Regions from separate parts of the Mus musculus genome. Here region 1 is linked to region 2. The links are chromatin contacts, called in public HiChIP or PLAC-seq maps. All regions are on one chromosome and are shown on one strand. The core of a region is the stretch at or near the end of the contact, and the rest is flanking DNA. Distances in the headings are between cores, read along the strand shown. Region 1 has its middle 9.2 kb from the start of Gm12867. Region 2 has its middle 26 kb from the start of Lincred2.

Region 1 (4,916 bases), core at 1,284-3,783, 120 kb after region 2:
TGATTCAAAAAGTGCATTCATTAATAGAAAAAGAATGTCTATTGTCTTTTGTCAAAACTGCATATTCATGGCCCCTCCCCCCATTCCACTGTCTCTCCAATTCACAGTCCAGCTGCAGTAGTACTGTCCCCTTTCCCCAAATCATGCGACAAATCTCCTTGTGGTAGTGATCCTTCTAAATTTTAGTCGTGTCTTTCTGCTTATAAACCTGCCGGGTACCCCTTTTCCCTCGAGGTAATGCCCGTCTTTCTTTTTACTGCATATATTACACGTAATGGGTTTCCTTGCAGCATTTTATGCATGCGTAGAATGTATTCTGATCATATTCACCTTCATTACACTGTTACCCTTCCTTTTCTCCTGCTGAGCCCCTGCCTCTACCAACCATCCCCACTCTGATTTCTCTTTATAATTTTAAGATTTTCACTATATTAGAGGTGGAGGTAATGAGAGAGCATTCATGCCTCCCATGTGTGTGGAGGCCAGGGGACAACTTGTGGAAGTTGGTTTTCCACTGTAGGTTCCAGGCATCAAACTCAGGTGGTTGGGGGCTGGAGAGTTAAGAGCATCAACTGTTCTTCCGAAGGTCCTGAGTTCAAATCCCAGCAACCACATGGTGGCTCACAACCATCCGTAATGAGATCTGACTCCCTCTTCTTGTGTTTGAAGACAACTACAGTGTACTCACATATAATAGAGAAATCTTAAAACAAAAAAAAAAAAATCCTCAGGTGGTCAGACTTTAGTGGCAAGCACTTCTTCCTGCTGAGCCATCTCGATGGTCTTCCCTCCTCCTCTTCTGCTTCCTCCTTATCCGTGAGCTTTACCAGAGTTGCCTGCAGGACCATGCTGACAGCTTCTTGTCAGTGACTACAGCTGGAAGAAACTATCAATCCATCCTTCAGCAACCGTTAGCATCCATGAATTCTCTCCTCTAGAATGGGCCTTGGCCCTTGGTCTTGTGAAGGTTCTGTGCCCCAGTATAGGAGAATGCCAGGCAGAGCCAGGAAGCAGGAGCGGGTGGGTTGGGGAGCAGGGGAGGGGGGAGAGGATAGGGGATTTTTGGAGAGGAAACTAGGAAAGGGGATAACATTTGAAATGTAAATAAAGAAAATATCTTTAAAAAAAAAAAAAAGGGCCTCGGTTTCAATCAGGAAGTAGCTGGTTCCGCCATCAGATTTGTTTCTAACTTGCCATTGAGCACATCTGAATTTTCATCTTTCTTAGTCTGAAAATTCACTTTTTTTTGTTTTTTTTTTGTTTTTTACGTGTCCCTCTCACCATTGTTCCCCACTCCCCCAGTCCATATCCTCCAGAGACCAAGCCACCTTGTCCTTGGCTCCTACACCCTCTTTCCCTCTGGGTCTTTAGGATTCCCTTCACACAATTGCTCTTCCCCCTGTTCCTGACTCCCATCTGGGCCATTCTGGTGAGGAAACCAGGCCTGGCCTATCCTCTGCACACTGCTGCCTACTAGTGGCTGGTAGATGAATTGAAGTCACGGCTGATTTTTCACGTCTGCCTCAGAGAATAAATGGCTTTGGATGGGTCAGGTATATTTGGTCACCCTGTTCTGTTCACTCAAAATCATCTCACTAAAGCAACATTGCCATATTACCACATGACTTCATACTCCACACTGTCTCCTGATACAGTCCAAAACTTTTACTTGAATTGTTCTTTTTTTTTTTTAAAGATTTATTTATGTATTTATTTTATGTGAGTACACTGTTGCTCTCTTCAGACACACCAGAAGAGGGCATTGGATCCCATTACAGATGGTTGTGAGCCACCATGTGGTTGCTGGGAATTGAACTCAGGACCTCTGAAAGTGCTCTCAACCACTGAGCCATCTCTCCAGCCCTCCCCGAGCTGTCTTAATCTAACACGTTAACGCTTTGCTCTGCATTTTTGCCTCCTGCTCTGCCTTTGCTCTGTGTCACCTGCACTTTTCTTGGGGAGACACGAATAAACATCTATGAACCACAGACAGGGAACTAATGAAAGAACAGAGGTGCCACCCAAATGTAGCTTAGAGGACCAATGGCCCTACTTTTAGGGACACAGGTGACCCCTACGCAGCTGCCCAACTGAGAATTCTCCCTGAAGCGTGGGTTGAGTTGCCCACGGCTTCACAGATGGAGTTCCCATTTCAATTAATGTTTCACCTTCTATAAACTCTAGCATCTTCCCAAACTGTGTGTAGCTAGGACAAAGTTGCCTACGGCATAGTGGGAGGTTCGAGAAAGAGCAGCTGGAACCTCAAAAGGGGCGGGGGCAGGGGAGGTCTAAAAACTTGTCCCACCTGGTTCCTCCATGAGGGAAGGTGAACAGGTCCTGAGCCCAGGGCTGCTTGTGAGTCATTCCAGCTGCTCTGGATGACACTGTGATGGCTAAGCCAGGTGCCACAGTGCGGTACGTGCCTGTAAGCCTGGGTGATAATGGCTGCTCTCCTCAGAGGACAGCATTCCACATGCACAATGTGATGTGGTCACAGGACTCCAAATTAACTGTCACTTTCTCTGTGAGGCGTCTGTTCACTCCTTCAACTGTTAAGTAATCAGGCACGCTCCGCAGGCGCTCTCCTGTGCTGTGCACTGCCTTAGAAACAGAGTCAGAAGCAGCTGACTTTAGACTGTCGCTACTGGGCTGAGTCATCCCGGGAAAGTCTCTACGCTTCCGATCTCCAGTGTCCTCATCTGTTGTCCTATTAGAGTGGAATAAATATGCCGGTGGGGTGGAGCCTTTAATCCTAGCACCCTGGAGGCAGAGTCAAGTAGATCTCTGAGTTTGAGGCCAGCTTGGTCTACAGAGTGAGTTCTGGGACAGCCAGGGCTATACAGATCTTGTCTCAAGAAACAAACAAACAAAAAACAGGGGTGGGGGGAGTGGTATAAGCGTAAAGCAGGCGTCGGCTGAGGTCTTAGCATCTTCTCCCTTTCACTTTTCAGAAAGCAATACTTCCATCAAAGAGTTTTAAAATGAGAGTTTCATGCACGCATATGTGTGTTGGTCAAATCTACCGCCACTCTCTCCCTTCCTTTCCCACTCTTTCCCCATCCTTCCACAACCTCTTCTTCGTGTGTGCTTGTTCAGTCACTCTTGTTTTTTATGGTTTTCTTATTTTTTTGTTTTTGATTGTGTTTTGTTTTGAGACAGGGTCTCACTATGTGGCCTTAAACATATGGAATTCACTATATAGAACAGGCTGGCTTGGAACTCATTGAGATCAGCCTGTTTCTGCCTCTGTAGTGCTGGGATTAAAGATGAATCCAAAACAAAACAAAAACAAAACAAAACAAAACAAAACAGAATGAGAGTGATGGAGTGAGCAAGTGCATATGAAGATGAGGAGAGGAGATGGTAGAAGCAGAGCTACACACTGAGACCCTGTCTCAGACAAAATAAAGAAAGAAAGAAGCTATTTTAAAATCTTACTTTATGTAGATAAGCGTCTCGCCTGCGTGTATAGTCTATGCAGCACGTGTGGCCCGGTGCCGGTGGAAGCCAGAAGAGGGCGCTGAATCCCCTAGATCTGGGGTTACGGACGCTTGTGAGCTATCACGTGAGAGCTCAGACTGGAAATGTAGAAGAGCAGCCAGAGTCTGAGCTAAGGAGCCATCTCTATAGTATCCCTCTTCTCTTTTTAAACCTACTCCATGTAGTGCTGCCTGTGTGCGCATGGATGTGGGACCGTGTACTAGAGCATGGCTAGCCCTTTCAGGGTCTGCCGCGCTCCCTGAAGGAAATCAACCCCAAGAGCCATCAGTTGGCATCCTGCACTGGATCGGCTGCTCTGCGGATAGGGAGGGCGGTACTTCGTGAGCCCCACACCGCCGCGTGCTGGGATTTTTGGATCTGGCGCATGTCTTGTGCGTGCATATGAGCTCATCTGTGCAACAACATTACATTCAGCAAACAATGTCTGACTGGAGATGTCTACAATTCCTGGCCTTTACAATTTTTCCACGTTCTCTTTGTCAGTGATTACCTGAGTCTTAGGAAAAGAAGTGTGATAGAGATTTCTCATTTAGAGCTTAGTAGTCCACAGCCTCTTAATCTATGAGTGTTGGCCAGATGTAAGTGGGCCTTTGTTAATCCCCATCTCCTACAAAAAAAGAGGCTTTTCTGATAAGGGTTGAGAGATGCACTAGTCTATGAATGCAAAGGTTAAAGACACAGGGAGCAGTTTGTTAATTTGCCTACTTAGCAAAATAACAGCAACAGGTTGTCGTCCAGGGCCTATGACTTAGCCAGCCCTGGGCTTTGTCTCAGTTAACAGTGACAAGTATCAAGCATGAGTTCTGTCTTGTAGAGAGGGCTTTAAAACAAATCAGAAATTTGTTGGTTATTCTCATAATATCCAAGCCACTATTACCACACATATTGCCAGGCCACTTGTGACTGTAGCTCACAGGGTTCCCAACTGGGTAAAATGATTGCATACTCAGTTTTTGTAAACTTACATTTCCAGGAAACTCCTCCTCCTCTTTTTTCTTTTTGAGACTCATATATAATCCAAGCTGATCTCAAACTCATTATGCAGCTAAGGATAACCTTGAACTTGTAATCCTCCTGTCTTTACCTCCAAGAATATGGATCACAGACCTGCACCACCACCCTGCTTTACAGTGTGCTGGGAATTGCACACACACACACATACACATTTGTGTGCAGGTTAAGCACTCTGCCAACTGAGCTGCATGCTACATCCTCATCTTACTTTTTTATGGCTCTAATGTTATCTTCTTGAAAACACCTCTCTAGGGTACCAGATACAAGCACTTTCCTGTCTTGGACCTCAGAATTCTAGTTTCACGTCATTGATTTACCAAGTGTCTCCCAGATGCCTGGATACAGCAGCAAGAACAGAAAATTGATATTCATGTCCTGGAACAACTGTGACTTGCCTGCAT
Region 2 (4,572 bases), core at 1,920-4,419:
TTGTGGTATACTTGTGGTATGATGTGGTATAGGGGTTTGATGCATAGCATGTGTGTGGTATGTGTATATGGTGTATGTGTGTGCAGTGTATGGTGTGTGTATGTGTGTATAATGTATGTCGTGTATGTGTATGTGGTGTGGTATATATGGTGTATGTATGTGTGTGCGTGGTATGTGTGTGGTGTGTGTGTGCTGTGTACAGAGTATGGGGTAGGTGGTCATATGAGTTTGTGTGTTTATGTGTGTGTCCAGTTCATACTGGGTAGGGCAAACAAGGCACAGTCTCCAAGCAAAGAAAATCCTTTCTTCCACACTCAGATTAGAACAGTCTCAGATTTGAGCATCCAGATAATCCATTTCCAAAATGGGAAACTGAGGCTTAGAGCCTAGAAGGGGGCCCAGGCCTGGTTAGTACTGACAAAGAAGAGCTGAGCTAGCTGCAAGTCCTGGCACCAGCACTTCTGAACAAGTCGCATCACCTGGTTTCCAAGCCAAGGCACAGCCTGCTCTGATCCTCTTCACACACAAGACTCAGCACATCCAGGCTCCCATTACTGGATCACCCCAGCACTCCCCTACTGCCTCAATCGGCAGACTGGGGAGGGGGTGCACATGCAGTAACACTCAGGCATCTGGAGTGACCCAAAGAACACAGAGCCCAGCTTTCCTCCCTCTTAACAGCTTTGTGTGAATGTAAAAAGTGAAGAGGCAACTAATAATGTTTCTTTATATGACCTCAAAAAAATCAAAACCAAAACTAAACTTTAAAAACCTGTCAAGCGCCGGGCGTGGTGGAGCACGACTTTAATCCCAGCACTCGGGAGGCAGAGGCAGACAGATTTCTGTGAGCTCAAGGCCAGCCTGGTGTACAAAGTGAGTTCAGGACAGCCAGGACTCTGTTAGAAAGAGAAACTCTGTCTTGAAAATAATAATAACAATAATAATAAAAATGTAAAAGCTGTCAATATGTCTATTTTTGTTTCTATAGATTTTTCTTAAACAGATGGATCATTTGCATAAATATTAGTGGATGGCTAGATAGATAATGGATAGTGTTATGAAATATAATACAGAGTGGGGAGGTACCTGGCGGGTCCATGCCAAGGTGCCCTCTGGGAAATTATGCCATGTAACAAATGAGGGCCTGGATAATAGGGAGCTGAAAGGGAGCAGAGCCTTGAAGGAAGAGAATGGGGACACAGAAGGGCAGAAAGGGAGAGAAAGACTGAGGGAACACATGGGAACAGACAGAGAGAGAGAACTGAGGTGGCTGGTCTTTTATATGCCACACCTGGTAAAGGCAGCAGGAGGTGACTTAAACCATTGCTCGGGCCCTGGGAAGAGGAGCCTAGAGGAACTAACTACCGGTAGGCCAGTAGATAGGACACCTCCTCCTGGCAGCGACTGGGTGGATTAAATGAATCAATGCCCCTAGCACAAACAGGTGCCTAAGTGATGCTGGATCCCTGGACATCACGTGCTCACTCTTCAGAGGGGACACTTGCTTTCCAGGCCAGGACCATCTGAACATTGTGCCCTTCACAAATGTTCACCAGCCAGTGGGGTGAGGTAAAGTCCAGTTTAAGAATTGTTTTCTTGGGGGCTGGAGAGGTGGGCCCACAGTTATGAGCACTCACTGCTCTTTCGGAGAACCCAGGTTCAGTTCCCAGCAGCCACGTGGCCACTCATCGACCATCTGATGGAACTCCGACTGCAGGCAATTCAGTGATTTCTTCGGGCCTCTACCGGCACCAACATGATACAGTACAAACACTTATGAGCAAGCAAACCAATCATACCCCCTCCCAAATAAAAATAAGGCTTTTAAATATATATATATATATATATATATATATTGGACTGGAGACATGGCTCTGCAGTTAAGAGCACTTCCAGCTCTTGCAGAGGACCCAAGTTTGCTTCCCAGCTCCCACATTAGGGGGCTCAGAACCACCTATAATTCCAGCTTCAAAAACTTCGGCGTGTGTATCTGTAAGACACAGATATACAGATATAAAAGGAAACAAAACTCATTTTTTTTTATTTTTTAGTAATTGTTTTCTTGAAGCTCCGGAGTAGGGCCTTTGCATAGCATGGGTCAAGGTCTTGGATTCAATCCCCTGCATGGAAGACAACAACCATAATAACAATAACAACATTTTCTGACGTTGACTATAACTTCGGGGGAGGGCAAGACCGGGAAGGTTGGATTTGGGTTTTTTGTTTGTTTGGCCGGCTGGTTTTTGTGGGGGTCTTATTTGCCTGTTTGTGTGTTGTTCTGTTTTGGGTTTGGGGTTTTGCATACTCTTTACATAATAATTTAAACTTCCAGGTAGAACACTAAGGGAGTTGGGGAATGGCAGGTCCTCCAGTTCAGCTGACTCAAACTCTTGCTTCCAGAAACAGGGGTTGGGGGTGCAAAGGAAGAGGGAGCTGCCTCCTGTGTTTTTCCTAGTTCCTTTGTTTATCTCTCAGCTTGGCTTGGTGGGTTTACAGAGGAATGCCTAGCAGGGGATTTTGTGCCCCAAATCAAGGACGAGATAAGAACAGAAGAAATTCCAAACAAAGAAATCAAGATAAGCAGCTAAAGGGATTTAAACCAGGAGACCAGGCCTCTAACTCCCAGCCCCAGAATTCTCTTGAAAGTCCTAAACAATGGACATTGCCTATGGCATTTCTCCCCTTCTGAGGGTAAGATAGACTCCACTTGGTAAATTGGACCCTAGAACAAGGTGGGGAACCTGCAGCCCTTGAATTTCCATAAAGACCTGCCTAGGCCTAGGCATTGATTCAGAGCTCAGAATCACAAATTCAAATGTGTAGATTCTTCTCAAAGGAAATGAAACCTGATGATGTGCCACCTCGACCTCTGTGGATGAGAAACACCAGGTTTGTGAGTGTTGGGATTCCCTGCTCTAAGAATGGGAGAATCTGGAAGCTCTGTGGCTATTTGCTACTTACTCTAAGTGTGGTCTAAGAATGAGAAACCTCAAGTCCTTGGCATCTTGCTAGAAATGTAGATTTGGGGTCCCACCAGGGGCTACTGAACCAGGATTCCCAGGTAATGGTGAACACGTTAATGTTGAAGAAACACTGTAGACTTTAAACCCCGGATGCCACCTCCCTCCAAAGCTAACGCCACCCCTGACATCCAAGAGAGGATCAAGGTGCCTGGGACTGGCCCATCTTCTTGAAGGAGCCAGAGGTTCTGCTTTCTGAGATCTTTTCTTTCCTTCTCAAGACCTACACACCCAAACTAACTCGTTCTTTTCTTCGGTTTCTCCCAGTGCAATCCCCTCAATAAAGCCAAGTGTGCCATCAACACAAACCTGAAAAACTCGTTGTCTACAAGAGACTTGGTCAGCCATTCTGTAAGGCCACTCCAGGCAGAGCCCAGAGGCACCGCTGGGCTTGAAAAAAAGAGCAGAGCCACCTGCACCAATTAAAATCCAAATCCCTCATCCCCCACAAGCTGGCTATTCTTTAACTCTTTTTCTCAGTTACACCTGGACCTAAGAGCAAAACAAAGGCTTAGGTTGAAGTCTTAATGGGTTTGTTTTTAAAGGGACAAACTGACCCTCAGAGTCCTAGATTGCTTCGGAGGCCCAGGAGGCTTTAATGAGTTAGGTTAGGGATTAAGGAAACTGTTTGTCATCAACAATGGAATTTGTTCTTTTGTGCTTTTTAGGGAAGGGGGAAGGGCAGGAGGATTCTTCTTTCAAAATAAACCCTAGGAGGGGCCCATAGTTTAAATACTGGAGTGGCTTTGGCTGTAAAGTGTAGTCACAGAACCCAAAACACAGGGCCTCCTCTGTACTCTCTTAACAGCCCAGGTAGTAACTTAACAGCTTGCCCTGCTCGGCGGAGCAGGGGATGGAGGACCGGCTTCAGCTGCCCATCTACAAAGACCCAAAACTTCCTCATGGCTTCCTTCTCTGACCTCTGATAAGTTTCCAAAGCAGAGGCCTTGAAGGGCAGCCAGACGCATCGCCCAGGCACACACAGGATTGGAAAACGCTAGCAACTCATCTATCTGTCAGTTACACTGAAAGTTGCCATTTCTGTCTTAAGGACTGCAAGAAACAGGCCCATTTCCCCTTTCCCATGACTTCCAGAACACAGAAGGTTCTAGAACATCTCTTCAGAACTGAAATCCGTGAAAAATAGTGGGCAGGCAAGATGGCTCAGAGAGCAAAGGCTCTTGTGAGCTGACTCTACTAAGCTGTCTTTAGACTATCACAGAGAGAGAGAGAGAGAGAGAGAGAGAGAGAGAGAACAGGTAAATGAGCTAGTGAAATTATAGAGGCAGTAATAAATGAGGGCTGGGGAAAGGAATGAACTGAAGGAAGGGAGACCCTGGTCATATCTTCTGGACACTTTCAAGCTTGAAACAGTTCTCTTGGGGAACCACGGTTGAGAGCTTCCTGGAACTCCCTAAAAAAGCCCAAGCAATCCTCCTGCCTCATCTTTGTGATTATAGGTGTGCACCCACACCCAGGTTGGAAAGCAGATCTCTGTAAACAAGGCAGAGTGTGAGAAAGTTGCTATATTTGAAAGTAAACATGTTATTCC

The links. HiChIP or PLAC-seq counts read pairs in DNA pulled down with a chosen protein or histone mark.
Region 1: a contact with region 2 is called in an H3K27ac HiChIP or PLAC-seq map of trophoblast stem cells, with 18 read pairs. The contact joins two enhancer-like sites. A contact is called at or near these places in 8 of 39 promoter capture datasets (the C10 cell line, the HPC-7 cell line, embryonic stem cells and 3 more), 1 of 15 datasets of contacts at CTCF or cohesin (the NIH/3T3 cell line), 9 of 484 Hi-C or Micro-C datasets (CD8 T cells, bone marrow-derived macrophages, embryonic fibroblasts and 5 more) and 16 of 115 datasets of contacts at active chromatin or transcription factors (the HPC-7 cell line, embryonic basal ganglia, embryonic forebrain and 9 more).

What each region holds. Positions count from the first base shown.
Region 1 is chr4:119,138,873-119,143,788 of GRCm38.p6, forward strand. No RefSeq gene overlaps it. Among named protein-coding and RNA genes, the nearest start is that of Gm12867, 9.2 kb to the left of the region's middle. Within about 2 kb of position 2,534, at least 68 of the 459 cell types and tissues checked have an H3K27ac peak or open chromatin away from gene starts, as enhancers often do. A contact at or near this core is called in embryonic stem cells and trophoblast stem cells, where this site is marked.
Region 2 is chr4:119,023,027-119,027,598 of GRCm38.p6, forward strand. No RefSeq gene overlaps it. Among named protein-coding and RNA genes, the nearest start is that of Lincred2, 26 kb to the right of the region's middle. Within about 2 kb of position 3,170, at least 31 of the 459 cell types and tissues checked have an H3K27ac peak or open chromatin away from gene starts, as enhancers often do. A contact at or near this core is called in embryonic stem cells and trophoblast stem cells, where this site is marked.